Linked DNA regions of Mus musculus: region 1 is linked to region 2. Evidence: chromatin contacts called from public promoter capture Hi-C data. All regions are on one chromosome and are shown on one strand. Each heading gives the region's core, a stretch centred on a gene start, on an enhancer-like site or on the middle of the called end of the contact. The rest is flanking DNA. Distances are from core to core; before and after follow the strand shown. Region 1 holds the start of Spg7 (SPG7, paraplegin matrix AAA peptidase subunit). Region 2 overlaps Ankrd11 (ankyrin repeat domain 11).

The links. Promoter capture Hi-C pulls out the DNA fragments that hold promoters and counts their contacts.
Region 1: a contact with region 2 is called in a promoter capture Hi-C map of the HPC-7 cell line. The contact joins the promoter of Spg7 here to the enhancer-like site in region 2. A contact is called at or near these places in 13 of 39 promoter capture datasets (the C10 cell line, the HPC-7 cell line, cranial neural crest and 8 more), 1 of 15 datasets of contacts at CTCF or cohesin (the NIH/3T3 cell line), 15 of 484 Hi-C or Micro-C datasets (the AML12 cell line, B cells, CD8 T cells and 10 more), 12 of 115 datasets of contacts at active chromatin or transcription factors (the 230-238 cell line, CD8 T cells, the HPC-7 cell line and 7 more) and 4 of 9 other capture datasets (adipose tissue, embryonic stem cells, liver and 1 more).

What each region holds. Positions count from the first base shown.
Region 1 is chr8:123,062,738-123,067,181 of GRCm38.p6, reverse strand. Spg7 (SPG7, paraplegin matrix AAA peptidase subunit) reads right to left here and starts at 1,674. Exons shown (of 17, transcript NM_153176.5): 1 at 1,473-1,674; 2 at 607-709. The coding sequence starts at 1,655.
Region 2 is chr8:122,987,426-122,992,139 of GRCm38.p6, reverse strand. The region is part of intron 1 of Ankrd11 (ankyrin repeat domain 11); the gene reads left to right. Among named protein-coding and RNA genes, the nearest start is that of Gm24445, 6.8 kb to the right of the region's middle. Within about 2 kb of position 1,954, at least 90 of the 459 cell types and tissues checked have an H3K27ac peak or open chromatin away from gene starts, as enhancers often do. A contact at or near this core is called in B cells, CD8 T cells, the HPC-7 cell line and 5 more, where this site is marked.

The DNA of each region.
Region 1 (4,444 bases), core at 425-2,924, 75 kb before region 2:
AGTTGTTAGAGTACTTGCTTACCATGCCCAAAGTCCTGAGTTCAATCCCTAGCTTCACATAACACTGGACAGAGTGGTACATACCTGTAACCTCAGGACTGAAGAGGGTCACAAGTTCAGGTGTTTTGTTTTTTAAAAGAATCAAAGGTACTCTTAGTGGCTGGGTGTTCCTAGTCTTCTGGTCAGTGTCTAACTAGTGACGTTCTCCTATGTCACTTGTCACCTGCCAAGGAGCCTCCACTCTTAGACTAGAGTGCATGCACACAGCCTGAGATGGTGGATGCTGCTGCACACACAGCATGGCCTTCTGCTCCTAGGCTACTCTACTGAACATCACAGCGAGCCCTGCTCACTGCAGCAAGTGCTGTGCTCTCAGACAACATAAAACCTTTTGTTTTTTTGGGTGGGGGGTGGGGGTGAGCAGGGGGCCAGCAGGGTTTCACTAGCTAGTTCTGCCTGACCTCCAACTGGCAGCCCCTGTTTTAGTGCTGAGATTACAGGCATGTAAGACCTGGTTTGTTTGGTTTTGTCCTCTTCCACTATGCTCTTATAGGACTACAGTAAAACCTGTGTCCCTCAGTAATGGACCATGCAATGCATACACACCTGAAAGCGGCCACAGTCTGACTGCATTTGGAACTATATGCTGTTTCAGTAACAATCCGCTAATACCTTCAAAGCTAGGGGTCAGTATTCGCAATAGCAAACTCTGTAAAAAGAGAAAAAGACCGAGGTAACACTAAGACCATATACCACAACAACACAGGCCTAATCAAAGTCCTTGCCTAGCATGCAGAAAGCTATGGATTTGATCCCCAGTACCTCCTTAAAACTGGGTACAGTGGCGCATGCATGTAATCCCAGCACTTGGGAGGGGATGCAGGAGCATCAAAAGTTCAAAGTCATCTTCAACTGTGTATTGAGAATCTCTCCCTCCTCGGTTTCCATCCTAGAACTGCCTCCCAAGAAGGGGAGGGGCCAAGGGAAAGTGTCAATCAACTCCATCAATGAATTTCACTGGACTCAGCCACAAAACAAAACAAAAAAACCGAAGAAACAAAAGTCAATTAACTTTCACCCACAGCCCAGTTTGAGTCTCCAATTCACAATCTTCCTGGCCTCGTCCTACCAGCAAATACTGAAATTGCAAGTGTGCACCACCTATGTGGGCAAAAGGATCGGGAGTCCAAGGGCTGCTCCGAGTACACATGAACGCCTGCCTCCAGACCAGAAAGAAGAGGACGGAAAGGCACGGGTGACCAGGACTCAGTTTGAAGCCGCCAGGGACAGTGATACAGGGCGTCTCTCTCACACACGCCAGGGAGAGACGAACCACCCGAGGCAGATGCTGCCTCCCGTCCCGGGGAGCCCACAGCAGCCATCCTCCTGCGGAAGAGCGAGGTGCAGGCGCACTTCCGGTCGGCGCGGACCGACCCGCCACACCCGCCGCCGCCGGGCTCCGAGCGGGTTACCTGAGGCGCGTGGCCTCCAGCCGCAGCCGGGCCAACCGGAGTCCCGCGGGCCGCGTACGGCCGCCTGGCCCCAGCCCCGGACGAGAGGCCTGGGCCCCTGCCTGAGAGCAGGCCCCACAGCCGTCGGGGCCGGGGCTCCGGGCCGGGGCGGAGCCCGCGAAGCAGCAGCAAGGCGGCCGCCATGGTGCCGAAAGCGGCGCCTGCGCAGTGCGGCTCCGGCCGCCCTAACGGTCAGGTTTTTGAGGGCGGCCTCCCTTTGCGCTTGCGCGGGGTTGAAGGTCGCGCGCTCCTGGCGACGCCTGCGCGGTCCGAACCGTCTGGTATCCGCAAGGTTAGCTGCGAAACCTCGAGAGTCAGCAGGGTGCGCAGCGCGAAAGCTAGCAGCCCGCAGCCTGCGGGTTCACGTAGAGACAGGCTACGGTTACCCGGTATTTTTCTCTCTTGTGTTTTATTAACAGTCCAAGTTGCGGTTTCCAGTACTTGGCAAGTGGATACACGATTCGCTTTTCACGTTATCTCTTTCTTTGGGGTGCGATTTGGTGGTTCCTGTTGGCCACTTCCGTCCTTCCTGTACGTATTTATTTTGTTGTTTCTCTGTGTGGTGCTAGCTGTCCTCTCGCTGTAGACCAGACTGACCTCGAACTCGGAGATCCACCTGCCTCTTGGTTTTGGTTATTTGTTTTTTTAAATACAGTATCGCTGTGCAACAGTCTGGCTTCAAACTCAAGCTCCGTCTCCTGTGTGCCGGCCTGACAAGAATGAACCAGTTTTTCTGAACATCAGAGATCCGGGGGATGCCCCTGGCTGGCTACAGAATCAACTTAGAGCCAGTGGTGTGTGAGACCACAGGGCAGCAGCTACATACAGAGTAGGAAAACGGTGCCCTCAATCTTAGAGAGGGAGGGAGGGGGGCTCCTAAAGTCGGAACTGGAGGGGCTGGAGAGATGGCTCAGCTGTTAAGAGCACTGGCTGCTCTTCCAGAGGATCCAGGTTCAATTCCCAGCACCCACATGGCAGCTCATGACCATCTGTAACTCCAGTTCCAGGGGATTCGACAACCTCCCACAGACATACATGCAAGCAAAACACCAGTGCACATTAAATAAAACATTTAAAGTGGTGATTGGACCCGTGTCCTCTGGAAGAGCAGACAGTGCTCTTAACCACTGAGCCATCTTTCCAGACCCCTCCCCCCCTTATAGCCATTAGTGGTCTACTACCCATTTCTCCAACTCCCTTAGCATCAGGCAACCACTAGCATTCTTTGTTCCTGTGGACTGTGTTTATGACCAAATTAAGAGCCCCCTTAATTATACTCACTGCCCCTGAGGAGCACCCGTCATCCCGAGCTTCATACCATTTGGCTTTGACAGTTCATTTGTGCAGAGACAGAAGGGAGAGCTTGCTGTCCCACCCATGGACAGCTGCAATCCCAGGCCTGGGCAGGGCCACTGAAGCTCTGAGTCCTGCTAGTCCATGCCAGGCTGGTGCCTGGTAGTCTAACTGCAGAAAGCCCCCAAAGCAGTCTCGGTGCCTTTCCTTCCACTCCATGTCTTTCTGTACTCTCCAAGTCCCTTAACACTAAATAATTCAAACAATAAGCCTTCTCGGTGCTGACTGGTGCCTGGCTTCATGTCAAGCAAACTCTCTGAAGTAAATAAATAAATAAAAATTATCTTACTATGTAGTCCTAGCCAGTCTCAAACTCACAAGAGATCTCCCTGCCCCTGCCCCCTCAGGGCTGGATCAAAGGCATGCACACACCGTGCCACGCAGAAGTGAAAGTTTAAATCATTTAATTGTATGGGCTGAGTGTTTTACCTGCTTATATGTAAGTGTATATGTGCCAGCCTGGTGCCCTCAGAGGTCTGAACGTGACATTGAATGCCCTGGAACTGGAATTTTAGGTGATTGTGAACCCCCGGGTGGTGCTGGGGATCAATCTGGGTCCTCCAAAAAAGCAACACGCGTCCATCTCTCCCGCTCCGTAAATATTTTAGTTCATTTCTATACGTGTGGATGTTTTGCCTGCATGCAAGGCACCTAGTGTGTGCCTGGTGCTTAGGGAGGCTAGAAGAGGGCATCAGATCCCCTGGCACTGGAGTTACAGATGGTTGCGAGATGCCATGTGGGTGCTGGGAATTAAACCCAAGTCCTCTGGAAGAGCAGCTGGTGCTCTAAACCACTGAGCCATGTCTCTAGCATTTGAAGTAAAGAGTGTATTTTACAGATTTAGAAAAAAATAGAGCCAGGAGTAACAGTTGTGCACCAAGCACTCTGGAGGTGGATAGAGGGTACTGTCTTCAGTGTAAGTGAGCCGGCCCATCTTGGGAAAAGTGTTTCCTCAAGATTAAATAAACAACTAAAAATGAAAAATATTTTAAGACAATTTTTAAAAACAGGCTAGGGAACTGGCCCTGTGAACAAAGGGCGTGGTGGGAAGCCTTCCATGTAAATTCAGTCTCCAGAAAGGATGGAAAGTCCACACGCATTGCAAAATCTGTCATCCCAGCCTCCTTCCACAAGGAGACGAGATCAGCTTATAACCGCGAGCTTTTCCACCTGTGCCCCAGTTCCCAAATAACTCAAAGGCTTAACATTAATAATAAATGCCTAGGCCATAAGCTAGCTCGTTCCCCAGCTAACTCTTAAGTTAATATCCCGTTTATTCTAACCTGAGTTCCACCTCGTGGCTGGCTTCCTCTCCTCAGCTTCTTGTGCCCATGTCCTCCGTGTTCCAGTGGTGAGAAAGCCACCTGCCTGGCTCTCTCTCCACTGGAAGTCCCGCCTTCTAATCCTGCCTCAGCTTATTGACCATCGGCTTTGTATAGACAGGTGGTGCTTCCACACAGTACACAGGAGATTAGCCCTACATCTCCCCCTTTTAGTACAATAAAAGTCTCTTTCTCTAACTTCAATAAGCTGCATATAATAAGAACAATTATGCCTTTAATCCCAGCACTTGGGAGGCA
Region 2 (4,714 bases), core at 705-3,204:
ACACTCCTATGCTCTTTGGCCTGTAAGTTGTATTTCATGAGAGGTTAGACCTAACTCTTCTTAAATTGGTGATCCATATTTATTCTATTTGTGAGAGTGACATGGCCCTTGTGTGGAAGTCAGAGGATACTCTTAGTGTCCTGCCTCAACTTTCTATGGTTTGAAAACCATAGCATAAGCCAGTTCAGCTGGCCTATGAGCTAAAGCTCCTAGTGTCTACCCCTTCCATTTCCTGTAGGAGTACAGGGATCACTGATACTTAGGCTGCTGCGGCTGGCTTTTATGTAGATTCTGGCAATCAAGCTTTTGGGACAATTGCTTTAGCTGATGAGCCACCTCCAGCTCTTAGTGTTTATTACTTTTAAAGAATGTGTATTTCTGGGATATTCTAACTGTAACACTTGCACAGGTGAGCACATGTGTGGATTTTGCATGGACATGATTGTGTAGGCACATGGCGGTCAGAGCAGGACGTTGAGTGTCTTCTTCCTTCCTTGTTTTCTGCCTGGAGACAGGGTCTCGTGCTGGATTGGAAGCTCACCACCCTGGCTAGGTTGTTTGACCAGCAGGCTCTTGTGATCTACTTGTCTCTGCTTCAGTGCTCGGGTTACACGCATACTCATGCATGCCCAGCTCTAAGGGTTTTATTGCAGTGAAGAGGCACCATGAGCAAGGTAGCTCTTAGAAAGGAGAACATTTAATTTGGGCTGGCTTACAGTTTTGGAGGTTTAGTCCATTATTATGGCAGGAAGCATGACAGCATGCAGGCAGACATGGTGCTGGAGAAGGAGCTGAGAGTTCTACATCTTGATCAGAAGGCAACTAGGAGGAGACTGTATGTACTGGGTGCAGCCTGAGCATAGGAGGAGACCTTAAAGCCCACCCTCACAGTGACACACTCCTCCCAACAAGGCCACACTCCCTAATGCCACACCACAAGGACCAAACATTCAAACACATGAATGGGGAGGGGGAGGGCAAACCTATTCAAACCACGCTTGCAGAACAAGTGTTCTTAACCTACTCAGCCATAGCGCCAACCCCTACTTTATAATAACTCATATTGAAAAAATCTTGTGAATACACTGTCAGTCTTAATTGTGTACAGGATTCTGCTCCCAGTACAAAGATCGTTACCTTCTAGACTGAACTTGAAGTTTACATTATAGTAAATTATTTTGATAAATTCTGATAAATACACTGTTAGTCTAAGGTCTTGAATGATTCCAGAAAAGTCTTTCACAAAGACACTATAGTAAAATACCTTTTTAGGTAGTAAGCATCATTGGTTAGCCTCTTGATTTGCTTACCTGTGATCACTGTTTAATTATATTTAAATTTCATAGCTTTAGGCTTGTATATCTGAAATACGTTTTCAGTGCTCTTACTCTAATTACTGGGTAGTAGAATATATTCTGCTATTGTACTTTCAAGATCTTAAAACAAAAATATGTATGAATTAGATGTGGCATATGACATTTTAAAAAAAAGTTGTACTGTTGTTTGACCCTGGCATTATAGGAGCATTTTTACTTCATATTAATGTGTGTAAGGTGCTTATTGTTTAATAACAGCAAAGTAGATTCCTTTGGAGGAAGCTTGTCTCTCTTAACTGGTGAGCTAATTCTACATTGTAGGCTGGGTGGGGGGGCAGACAGACAGACAGACACAGACAGAGATACAGACTGTCTCTCCATTCGTCCTGTTTTTCTTGGGTCTGGAAAGTCTGGAGAAAGGTGAGTTCTCATCTGTGTAGGCCTGCTGTGAGGCTTGGGTAGCTTCTAGAGCCTAACCAGGACCCTGTCATAGATTGTGGGAACTTTTGTAGCTTGAATTTTTCCAAGTAATTATATGACGGTTTTTTAAAGTTGTTTGTCCCTGGCATAATGGGAGCATTCCCACTTCATCCTAATATATGTAAGCTGTGTGTTGTTTAACAGCAGCACAGTGGATTCCTCTGGAGGCAGCTTATGACTCATCCCATTGTCTTCTTAACTTCCGGACAGGATGTGGGCATGGGTCTACATTCTGTGTTTTGGCATAATCCTAAAATGTCATACTTTGCTCTATGTCTGTGTTTGTCTTGATGGGAGTAAGTCATAGACTGTGGGGGGTTAAACAGTAGGCTGTGACCTGGTTCCCAAGAATCCCAGCAGCACTTGGGAGGCAGAGGCAGGCGGATCTCTGAGCTTGAGGCCAGCCTGGTCTACAGAGTGAGTTCCAGGACAGCCAGGGCTACACAGAGAAACCCTGTCTCAAAAAAAGTGGATATCCTTGAAGTTCATGCAGTGGTGACGATGCTGTTCATACTGTGGTGTGTCTTGTCCGTGTTGAGTTCAGCTCTTAGCGGGATTACGCTTGGCAATTTGGAATGGAAACATTGTTAAAGATTTTAAGACTTTGCAGGGTTCAGTCTAGAACAGCTTTATATAGTTTGCAGTGCTGCTGCTTGTGGTGTGGATCTGCTCAGTCCTGTGAGTCTGAAGCTGAGCGAGTGTTTCGGTATGGTGGTCTCTGGCACTATGTGTCACCTGCTCACCCCTTTGTGTGGATGGGTGGCTAAGCCGTGAGTTTGAAGCCAGTACATAATGAGGCTACATAATGAGGCTGTCTGAAAAAACAAAGCAAAAGGACATCAAACCAAACCGGTATCTCCCACCAAAACCTTCCTGTTTATTAATAAAGATGTAATCTACTAGAGCTTTTATGGTGTTGGGAGGAAAACAAACTTTATCATAGTTGGATATATAATTGCTTTTAAAACACCATCACTACCTCAACATTTAGTCCTCCTGCCTCTTCCTCCTGTGTGCTCAGGTGACAGGTGTATGGCTGTGCCTGGCTTACACTTGAGTTTTGATCACCATGAGTCATGCCCTTGTGATAGCCATAACTGTCCACTGTGCTCATTACCTTTGAGATAAGTAGAATGCATGCAGTTGGTTCTGCTTTGGCAACCTCTGACACGTTGATCTTACCCTGTACTGAGCAGATATGCCATGTCTTCCTGCTGTGGTGGACTATAACCCTCTTAAAGCTGTGAACTGAAGTAAATCTTTAATCCTTAAAGGGGAAGCAAGCAGGAAGCCGTTAACATTGATAACTGGCAATCGGGTCCTTTGATTTAGAAGATTTTCTAGGTTCTTTGCATGGTCTTTCAGATTGTGGATCATGTCTTAAAAATCTCTTATGCCTTGGTGGTGTTGCCTGCCTTTAATCCCAGCACTTGGGAGGCAGAGGCAGGCAGATCTCAGGGAGTCTGAGGCCAGTCTGGCCTACAGAGTGAGAGACTGCACTCCCCATTCCTACAGTATACTCCCCTCACCCCCACACCCTCACCCCCCACACCCTCATCCTCCACTCTCCCCCAAAAAAAGGAAGAAAAAAAGAAGTAGATTTCTTCTCAAATCAAGACCACAATAAGATGACTTCTTAGGCCTTTGTAAATTTGGCGTTTTTACCATCTTTACACACACACACACACACACACACACACACACACACACACACACACACACCCTCTACCTCTGAAGGTCTCTAGAGGTCTAAAGGCCTCAAAGGTAGAATGTCATTCTTCTTTGATTGTTTTTATTGTATTTTTTTGAGACAAGGTTTCTCTGTATAGTCCTGACTGTTCCGGAACTCAGAGATGCTTGTCTTTGCTTCCTGACTGCTGGGATTAAAGTCTGGGCTACCACACCTGGCGCTTAGAAATTGGGTTTAAGGACTTTGTAGTACCGAGGCTGGTGTTTGGTTTTGACCTCAGATGCTATACTCACAGCCCTTAGCCTAGAAAAATAACACTTTAACTTTTCAATATGACCAATCTTATAGATTCTACATAGTCCTTGGGCCAAGTTCATAAAAGTCTCATCTGTGGAACTTGGTTCAGCCAGAAACCAGGCTGATGTTTAGGGCTGATGTTGGGGCAAGTCTGTTTCTCCTCCTGAATCACTGCATCATCCACCTTTCAAAGCCTGGTCTCGGCCACAGCAAACCTGAAGAGGTCAGAGAGGTTTTCCTAGGGGCCCAGAAGTAGCTGCAACATCTGTATGCACTGTATATGATCAGGCCAGACCTCTGGAAATGATGATTCTGTGGTGAGGTGACATAATGACAGACAAGACAGCTTGGGAGCAAAAAAGCCTTTTCTCAATTTTTTTTAATTCCCAAAATAATTTTTAAAAATTTTTGTATAATTGCTTATTGTTGTGCTTGCTGGCCCATTTCCAAGTTCCTTCTACGTGTGTGTGTGCAATGTTGTATGTAAACTTATTCTATATACCAGTAGTTGGTTAGCCTCTGTCCTTGAATACTGTCATTTATCTGACTTTAGTAGATGTATTGATTATCGCTGGTGTATAGAAATGCAGTGGACCTGTATATCTTTGTTTGTATATTGGGAATTTTTCTGTCTACCTATGAGAATACTAGGAATGCTAGAGGCTTTCCAGACTTCACTACCCAACAGTGTTGTGTATGGAAATTAACCACATTATAATGTGAAGCACTAGAAGCTGGTATTCATGACATTTAAGTCATACTAAACTAGAGAAGCAAAGAGGAAGCGTTGCCAGAGGAGCAGCACACTGCAGCCTGGTTGCTAGGACGGTCAGTCAGGAGAGTCTGCTTAGAGGCCAGGGAGGGAGGGATCCTGCTTCACTGTTCCTGTGGGCACAGGCTAGTCATAGAGCCACCAGTGGGACTCTCAGCA